2 separate regions of the Drosophila melanogaster genome follow, and region 1 is linked to region 2. Evidence: chromatin contacts called from public Hi-C data. All regions are on one chromosome and are shown on one strand. The core of a region is the stretch at or near the end of the contact, and the rest is flanking DNA. Distances in the headings are between cores, read along the strand shown. Region 1 holds the start of lncRNA:CR43849 (long non-coding RNA:CR43849). Region 2 holds the start of AOX1 (Aldehyde oxidase 1).

Region 1 (5,175 bases), core at 2,143-4,642, 130 kb before region 2:
CTAGCAATTGTTTTACCCCAGGTTTTTTCAGCGTGTGTGCTTCGTGTTTTCTATTTTCAATACTTCTATTATTATTATCCTTTTTTTTTGGCTGCGGTTGTGTTTTTTCTTCACACATATGCTGACAAAATAATTGAGAAAAAACGGTTGACTTGGTGAAACCTTTTTCGGCGTTAAGGTTTCGGGGGTTCAATTGAGTTAGGACGGATGATTGATGGTCCTGCGTGGCAATCCGATATATTATGAGGCGCGGTAGGTAGATACAGATACATGAGTGGATGGGGTTTGAATCGAAACTTCAACATTCAACATTCGGCTGCTGTTTGTGGGACTTGTCTCTCAGCTCAGCTGCACTGACAGCCCAAGAATTCCCCATCTGTTGTGTGGGGTAGTCCAAGTCCAAGGTTGGCATTGTGATTCCCGAGTCCGATTCCAATTCCAATTCCGAATCCAAATCCGAAGCCGACTCTGAATCTCGTTCTGAGGCTGAATCTTATTCCCATTCCCAACATATGTTGCCAGTTGGCTTCGTTTAATTAGCTGACAGCTCTGGAGAGGAACGGCGAAGAGAGTCTCGATTCGAGGCACTGCAGCCTGATAAGATCTCGACAAAAAATGTATATGTGTGTACACACAGTATCTGTGTGTGTTGTCTTGCAATCAAATGTAAGCCGCTGTTGACATTGGAGATTAAAAGATATTAAAAACGAAGACGACAACGGCCTGAAGCGGCAGGAAACGGGAGGACGGCGACGGAGGAGGAGCTCTTGGATATAAACACAATGACAAACAGACAGTCCGACGGACACACAAAACATGTCAAAGATGAAATGTTGTAAAGAAAATTGAATTGAATTGAATTGAAGTCCGGCGCAGACCAAACTAATAAATAACAAAAGAAATCGTACGAAAATAAAAGTAAAATCGAAATAAAAACGGAAAAGAAATCTCCAAAGACAAGATTGAATTTCAAGAAAATGTACTCAGCAAAACTTAAAGCTTTAGTTACGGCTGGGCTCTCTTGGAAATCGATTGAATTGTCTGGTCTGGGTGATTAACTTGAGCAGACAAAAACTTAAAAAAAAAAAACAACGGCCGAGAATAATGAAATAAATCGTGTTGAAAAAGAGCCAAGTTAAGCAGAGGGAGTCCCGAGAAAACCCAAACGCAAGACAGACAGTCAACGAAATCGATTTGTTTTGAGATTAAGTCGACTGCTCGTATCCCATCCCATTCCATGCCATCCCTATTCCAATCCCAACTCTCTACTCTTCCTCCTTTTCGGCCAAGAAACGGACTTAACTGAAGCGTAAAACGGAAATGTTATGGACAGGCTCAAAAGGAAGCGTAATGGAAATCAAAGTCCTAACCGAATCAGGTGCAGGAGTTCGGTGGGCAATTAGCGTGGGCAACTCGTTTCGATAAGAATGAATGGACCCAAAATCAGAGGCAGGGGCAAAAGCACTTAGATAATTGTCTTAAAGCCGGGCCCACTCGGATAATTGCTTTAAAGCTGGCCATACTTATAGGACAGCTGTCTCTAAGATCGAATAGAATTGGATCGGCTCGGGATTACGAGTTCCCTGCCCCTTCTGATCATAACTCAAACACTTCAAGACCAATTAAAGGGTTTTCCATTTCTTCCCCAAAATGAATGCAATTTCTCCCGTCTTCCTTTCACTTTCTCGCACTTTCAACTCGCAGTTGATTTATTCCGGGAGAACTTCTTTCCACTACTTGACAAAGACAATTGCGGTTCAAGTACAAGAACAGCTGGCTCAAATTTATACACTTTCATAATTGAATTGTTTGATTGGGAAATTGTTAAAATAAAAAGAGAGAGAATGGAAAAAGTAAAATTAGATGGACACAGCCCAAAAGTCAAGCCTCATATCGGGGGTTGCTATATGGCTATGTGGCTATAGGCTATATGGCTCAATTGCAATTGGGTTCGTGTCGGTCAGGTAAGGGAAACGCATTTATTAGCTGCCATGATAAATGTTCTCCGGCATTGGCGACAGGCCTTCGGATTCAAGGCAAAGGATCTCCGAAATCCCTACCGTCTATTGGGTATATTTTCCCTCTCTACTTTTTTTTGTTTTTTTTTTTGACCGCCAGTCTATGTGTAATTTTAATTCGTTTGGGTCGCACGAAGGAAATTGATATGGGTGCGTCGTTGTTGTCTGGCCCATGGAAAGCCAGGCTCAGGTAAGAATTTGTATCTCGCTTTTCTCCTCTGTCGCACTCGTTCTACTTTTGGTCGCTCGGATATTGAGACATTATAGTTAGGGCATTGATATCACAGCGGGGGATTGTCGGACTCGTAAGTGGAACAAATGTGGCAGACAGTTGGAATTATCCTCGGAAATAATGGTTGCGAAATCTTGGAGGGTTTATGAGATTCAGATAAGTACTGTCTAACTGGTGAATGATACTATAATTATGTTTAAACTACTTCAATGTTAATTGCTGTCCTATCAGTAGCTTGTCCAGGATTGTAGTATAAGTCCTGATTTTCCTTGATTTATTCTGCACGCATTTTAAACTACATTAAAGCCGGTTTTTCCCTAGTTTTTCATCTTTAATCTATGGAAATGCCTTAGGGCCTGGCCACACGCACAAATTACTGGGATCTGGGCCCGGATTTTAGCCCCTCAGTTGTGATTTACCCAACCTACGGCAACTTTTGACTTAGTTTACATATCATTTATTATTTGCGAGGGCCAGGGTCCCGAGGTGCCTTGTTTTCCACAAGGTGTAAGTGCTCTACTAACCAAACACAACTTGCCACGCCCCCGAGGCGTTGGGCGAGAAAAATGCGAGGGAAGGAAAAACTTTTAAATAAAGCAAAGATTGGTGGGCAATAGGAGAGGCAAGATGACGGCATGTCACATCAATGTCACTCAGCATTAAGGCTGAAAGAGAAGTGGTGGGAGATGAGGGGAAAATTCATGTCCTGCGAGCACTGCGATAAAGTTTTTTTTTTGTTATTCAGGCTCGCCTCCTCCTTTTTCGCCAGTTCCTCTTCGGCCGCCGGGCAGCTGAGCGTGAAAAACAGCCTCCTGAATTTTCCCCGGCTTTTCTGTGCGCTTTCGCTTTTCCTACGCTTTCCTCTGCTTGGCTGGACTTTGCTGCCGCTATAAATTTACAAGCGTATAACAAATATTTTCCTTTGTGTTTACAATTTCTTACTGCTTAATATTCCTGCGCGAATGTTTTGTTTCTGTCCGCCATATAGCGACTTATTTGCATAAGATACTTTCTGTTTGAGGTCTGAGCGAAGTTTACCTTGTAAGTAGCTTAGGAATTGCCATAAGTTGGCCTATTCAATGAACTTAGTTCTTTGATGCAGACTTGCCGCAGAAAGCAAATAAGATATTTTTAGTCATCGTCTGCACTCAAATATTCATCACTGGCACATCAAGTTTATAAAAAGGCCTATACTTCTTGCTGTGCTCTAGTGCACAGACGACACTTTTACTGAAATTTATGTTTCAACTACAGAGAAAAGTCAGTTGGCTTATAAATTTCAGGGGCACACGCTTGGCATACTAATTAGCCGAGGGATTTCATTCGAAAAAAAAGGCTAAACAGCAAGCGGAAATCCTGTGAAAAAGGGCCGACATGTGTACGACTCAATTCCGAATTAAAATTCATTTTGCCAAACAGGTAGAATGCTTCCCATTCACACGATTCAAATCGATTCAAAATCCAGTACCCAGAATCATTGTGACCGCAAGCAACAGTTCACTTGTCCGAGGACTTTTCGAGCTACCCACGCCACTCCAGATTGAGTTGTTATTATTATTTATATCCATGGCGACCACGATTCCCGTTTAACAACTCATTTAAGACCAGATCTTATCGCGATCCTTCGTACATCTTCTTGTCCGACTTCCCCAGCTCCAGCCATAAGCATAAATTTTATTTTGCGTGAATTTATGAGTTGCGCCGACGACAGGCGGGGTATACTTTACTTATTTACCAAAGGATTTACACGCCAAAGAATTGGGGAAAATAATGAACTTCGACTGGCTGCACTTGTTGCGCGTTTGCTAATAATTTAAACAAATTTACAGAATGGAAAAACACAGCGCTCGAAAATGCAGGTAAACAAAGGTGTCGCCTCAACTAGTATTTGGTTATAATTAAAGGTCCCTCGCAGTCTTTTCTTCTCTTTATTTTCTCGTCTCTTTGGCGGTTTCTACGCTTTGAAGAAGGGAAGAAGCCGCAGCTCCAGCGAAACCCAGAGATGATTTGTTTACATTCTGATGGAGCCGCATGGGTCGCCACAAGAGTTCTGTGCTTTATGGCTTGATAGCAGATAGCTGCACAGCTATCTGCTGTTTCCACAAAAATCACTCATCACTCGGGCGTAACTTTATATGGATAAACATATCTGTTCGATAGACACAACGCACACTTTCGGGGAATTTTGTTTGGAATCGGATATAATCCTTCACTTGCTTATTTGAATAATTCCCCAACTTCCTCCTATAAATCTCGTTTTTTACGGCCTCACTCCGCTGGAATGCCTTTTTTCAGTTCGTTTCAATTAGTAAGCACTGCACTCTGAAGATTAGAAAACTCAACTTTAAAACATACTTTAATGTTGTAATTCCCAAATCAAAGGGAAATTCCGTTGATCTTTGCTAAGAAGATTGTCACTCGCCTACAGAAGCTCAACCCAAAATCGCCAACTAATCCGGTGCGTAAAAGTTTTCAATTTCTCAGCGGCATATCCAGGTTTGATTTTTCATTTTCCATTTCCCTGCCCACTTACCCGCTTTTCTGCTTTTATAGTCCAACGGATATTTGTCAAGTGGTTTGATAAACTGTTTCTGCTTGTCTTTTGCTAGCTAATCAAATCGGTTTCGAGCCAATTGTTAATCCAATGTATTGCTTGCGAATTTCGCTTTGATTTTTGACAACTTTTCGAGTATCACTCAACACAGAATATTTGTGGTATTTGATTTATTATTATTAGTTTGCACGACGCGCGTATCGTTTGCTTGGGATTTGTGGTAAATATTTTCGTTGGTATTTATTTTCGTTTTCAGTAATCCACTAGTGATTCACATATCTTGAAAAAAGTCTCGTATTCCGTTCAGAGTTTTCTTTTCGATTATTGTGGCAACATGCGAGACACTCACGTCCGTTTCCTGCGACGTCGAG
Region 2 (4,732 bases), core at 1,993-4,492:
CATTGAATGGCAGGACATTCAGCACAGGATTGTCCACTCCGCACGCATATGTTTCGGCAACATTCGACCAGATTACATACACGATGACCAAGTGGAGCAACTGCTTCCTGGCAGGGATCTGTACGATCCCGCCACAGTTGCGCAGATCTTTCAGGAACTCCCAGCTAGCTTGCAACCCGAGGAGCGTCCTCCGGAGGCCTCCCCGGAATATCGCCAAATGCTAGCCTGCTCCTTGCTTTACAAGTTTCTGCTGGCCACCGCACCCAAGGAGCGAGTTCGGGAGCGTTTTCGGACTGGAGGCTTGCTACTGGAGAGACCACTTTCCTCGGGAAGCCAATCCTTTGAGACGATTAAAAAAAACTATCCCGTCACGCAACCAGTTCAAAAACTAGAAGGTACATCGTTTAAGAAAACCCTTTTCCATACGTGGTATTATTATTATCGATTTGGATTTCCAGGTCTCATTCAGTGCTCTGGCGAGGCCACGTATATGAACGATCTACTGACAACCTCAAATGCCGTCCATTGTGCGTTTGTAACTGCGAAGAGAGTGGGTGCCACCATTGAGCAGATCGATCCTTCTGCTGCCCTTCAGTGCAAGGGAGTGGTGGCCTTCTATTCGGCCGAAGATATCCCAGGCTCCAACAACTTCGTTCTGGTGAATCAGCTTACACCTGAAGTGGACGAGGTCTTTGTTGCCGGGCGAGTCAAATACTTTGATCAACCGTTGGGAGTCATCGCAGCTCTCACCCATGATGCGGCTGTCTATGCTGCCACATTGGTTGTGGTCACATATGCCCGGGATCAGCGAAAGATCTTCACGACCATGAACCAAGTGTTAGCGGAAAAGCAAACCGATCGGATTGTGAGCACGAAGAAGGATACCGTGGAACCCCTAAAGCTGCCTCCTCTCGCACCTGGCGATGTTCTTGGCAGAGGGATCCTGGAGCTTGCGTCCCAATACCACTTCACTATGGAACCACAAACAACCATCGTGGTGCCGCTTGATAACATTCTGCAGGTATACTGCGCCACCCAATGGATGGACGCCACCCAAGGAGCGATTGCCCACATGTTGAAAGTTAGTGTGAACTCCATTCAGCTCCAAGTTAGACGAGTGGGTGGAGCGTATGGTGCAAAGGTCACTAGAGGCAATATAGTTGCTTGCGCCACGGCTTTGGTGGCTTCAAAGCTAAGGAGACCTGCCAGATTTGTCCAGACCATAGAGTCCATGATGGAGACCATTGGCAAACGATGGGCCTGCAGATCGGACTACGAGTTCCGAGCCAGAGCCAATGGATCCATTATCATGTTGAGTAATAACTACTATGAGGATTCCGGATGTAATCTAAATGAGAACGTCGTTGACTTCCTGACTCTGCCAATTCTGAGGAATGTTTACAATCTGACTGACGCGAACTATAGGACCCAAGGCAGTGCCATCAGAACGGATGCACCCAGCTCCACTTGGTGTCGAGCTCCTGGTTCCGCAGAGGGTAAGTCAAAAACCATTTAAAAAGGTTTACAGTATTTACATATACAATATCGTTCACATTCACAGGAATCGCCATGACGGAGACCGCTTTGGAGCACATAGCCTTCACCTGCCAGCTAGATCCTGCCGACGTTCGTTTGGTAAATCTTCAGCCCGGAAATAAAATGGTGCAGCTGCTGCCAAAGTTCCTGGCCTCCACAGAGTACCACAAGCGGCGGGACCAGATTAACTTATTCAACTCCCAGAACCGATGGCGCAAACGAGGTCTGGGATTGGCCCTAATGAGTTTCCCGCTGAACACGACCGTGGCCTTCAACTATCCGGTCACAGTGGCCATCTATCATGAGGACGGGTCGGTGGTGATCTCTCACGGAGGCATTGAGATTGGCCAAGGAGTGAACACCAAGGCGGCCCAGGTGGCAGCATTCGTGCTGGGTGTTCCGTTGGACCAGGTGAGAGTCGAGGCCAGCAATACTGTAAACGGAGCCAACTCCATGCTGACGGCCAACTCGATGACCAGCGAGATGATCGGATTGGCAGTGAGAAAAGCCTGCGACACTCTAAACAAGCGACTGGCTCCGGTGAAGGAAAGACTCGGACCTCGGGCCTCCTGGGTGCAGGTGCTCCAAGCGGCCTTTTTGCAGTCCGTGTTTCTCATCGCCACGGAATCTTACCGGTTGGGGGATATCCCCAACTACAACATCTTCGGGTTGAGTCTCACCGAACTGGAACTGGACATTCTGACGGGCAACCATCTGATCCGCCGGGTTGACATCCTAGAGGATGCCGGGGAAAGCCTGAGTCCACATATAGATGTGGGTCAAGTGGAGGGCGCTTTTGTCATGGGTTTGGGATACTATCTCACCGAGCAGCTGGTTTACGATCGTCAGACAGGTCAGATTCTGACAAACCGCACCTGGAACTACCACCCACCAGGCGCCAAGGATATCCCGATAGACTTTCGCATCGAGTTGCTCCAGAAGAGTCCCAACCCCGTGGGCTTTATGCGATCCAAGGCCACGGGTGAGCCTGCTCTGTGTCTGGCTGTCGGAGCTCTGTTCGCCATGCAACACGCCATCCAGTCGGCCAGGAACGATGCGGGTCTTCCGAGGGAGTGGGTTCGCTTGGGGGCACCAACGACGCCGGAAACGGTCGTCCTTAACTCCGGAAGCCAGGTGGAAGCATTCGCCTTGTAATGAAATGAAGTTCTGGCTTAGATTTGGGTATTTTTCGATATTTCATTTGGTGTACTGCTTCGATCTTTTGATTTCTTTATCTGTATTATGTAATTTATCTTACTAAATAAATATAGAATCGTGTGGAAATCGTTTGAAGTTTTGAAGAATCGTTCTCCTGTTATATAATTCCTAATAGAATTGTATACATATGTACATATATGTTTTGAAGAAATCTTTCGCTCATAAGGCACCACTCTGTTTATAGGACTAGTTCCCCTTATTCCGAACATAATCTCGCCGTTTTGTTTAGAAATATGAGCAAAACAAAAACGTCGAAACAAGCCGTTTACTGATAAAGCTTTCAGTTCCAAAACCGAGGGAGAGTATTTGAAACCGGCAGACGATAACGTTTCAGAGTGCTACGATGATCTAATGCTGAATTGTGAGCGCAGTATATGGAACATGGTAGTTAAGAGCGGGGAGCAGGTGAACTTGAACTTGGAGAGGCGGGAGTCTCTTTCGAGGGCCGGAGAACCACTATATATATGGGGCTACGGAAGGCCCATACCCTCAGTCGCTCGCAGTTCGGCGTGGAATCAAACGAGGCTGACAAGTGGACTCATTGCCACATATTGTGAAATAACATAGTTTCCAGAACCCACTATAACCATCCAAATAATTCTGAACACCCGCGTCAATTGAAGGCGAGAAAGGCTGCAATTAATTTCACAACGATTCCCGGACGGCTTTTAAGTGATTCAAGGGACTTATATAATTCACAGATAATGGCTGGAAGAATTACAATCAACGGCACCAGCCACGAAGGTGTGTATGCATGTGTGGGCAGTTAATTGCCTATGGATTGATGGGGGCTGGCATCTACAAGATTGCCGAGACAACGAACTGGAACACCAGGGTCGAGAAATTCGACTACTAAATACCTGCTAGTTAGATGAGAGTTGCGACGACCTTGTGAAAAGCTTGGTGAATTACTTCTGAGTAAAACATGGCTAGACTCGTTTCCAAAACAGTTGTAACAATATTTTATAGGGTTCCATTTCATTTTGCTAATTTATTTTCATTAGCCCATCAGAGCACTTCTACAAACTGAGAGGTACTGAATATCAATTACAAGCATTTTCTTCTAAAATATTTAAATAATAGCTCAGCAGCAATCGTTAGCTCATAAGAAGCAGATATCGCAAACAATTGTTCTTTGACATGTTGTGAGGAATTAGGCTACTCGATAAGATAACACCCGGATTGTGTAGACACTTATGCCTCCGTTTGCTTGTGCCCCCTAGTCAACCTGTCTGCCCTGCCGGCGGATATCTCGCTGAACACTTTCATCCGAGAGTATGCCGGATTAACGGGCACGAAGTTCATGTGCCAGGAGGGCGGATGCGGCGTCTGCGTCTGCACCCTGACTGGGATTCATCCGGAGACCGGAGAGCTGCGCACCTGGGCGGTCAACTCGTGCCTCACGCTGCTGAATACGTGCTTGGGCCTGGAGGTGACCACTTCGGAGGGATTGGGCAACAAGCGGGTCGGCTACCATGCCATCCAGCAGCGACTGGCCAAGATGAACGGCACCCAGTGCGGCTACTGCTCGCCGGGAATCGTGATGAACATGTACGGCCTGCTGAAGTCCAAGGGCGGCAAGGTCACAATGGAGGAGGTGGAGAACTCCTTTGGAGGCAACATCTGTCGCTGCACTGGCTATCGTCCCATTCTTGACGCCATGAAATCCTTTGCCGTGGACAGCAACATCCAGGTACCAGCTGAGTGCATTGACATTGAAGACCTGAGCACCAAAAAGTGTCCCAAGACCGGCCAAACCTGCTCCGGCAGCTGCAAGAAGCAGCAGCCCAAGGGCAGCCAACTGTATCCGGATGGCAGCCGCTGGAGTTGGCCAGTGAGTCTGGGTGACCTCTTTGCCGCTCTGCAGGGAGCAGTCAAAGAGAAGCTGCCCTACATGCTGGTGGCTGGAAATACGGCCCACGGCGTCTACAGACGTAGTCCGGACATAAAGGCATTCATCGATGTTTCCGGCTTGGCG

What was found. A called contact is a pair of places that touch in the nucleus more often than the background predicts.
Region 1: a Hi-C map of the Kc167 cell line shows a contact between it and region 2, with 5 times the contacts expected there. The contact joins the promoter of lncRNA:CR43849 here to the promoter of AOX1 in region 2. A contact is called at or near these places in 1 of 1 datasets of contacts at CTCF or cohesin (the Kc167 cell line), 5 of 107 Hi-C or Micro-C datasets (the Clone 8 cell line, the Kc167 cell line, the S2 cell line and 2 more) and 2 of 6 datasets of contacts at active chromatin or transcription factors (both in the Kc167 cell line).

Annotation. Positions count from the first base shown.
Region 1 is chr3R:15,666,195-15,671,369 of dm6, reverse strand. It overlaps lncRNA:CR43849 (long non-coding RNA:CR43849), which reads right to left and starts at 3,392. Exons shown (of 2, transcript NR_074016.1): 1 at 3,193-3,392; 2 at 2,694-3,137. pxb (pxb,) reads right to left here. Exons shown (of 5, transcript NM_001275680.1): 1 at 4,784-5,175.
Region 2 is chr3R:15,535,802-15,540,533 of dm6, reverse strand. AOX1 (Aldehyde oxidase 1) reads left to right here and starts at 3,242. Exons shown (of 6, transcript NM_142218.2): 1 at 3,242-3,498; 2 at 3,978-4,732. The coding sequence starts at 3,459. AOX2 (Aldehyde oxidase 2) reads left to right here. Exons shown (of 6, transcript NM_169665.3): 4 at 1-395; 5 at 459-1,496; 6 at 1,562-2,821. The coding sequence ends at 2,691.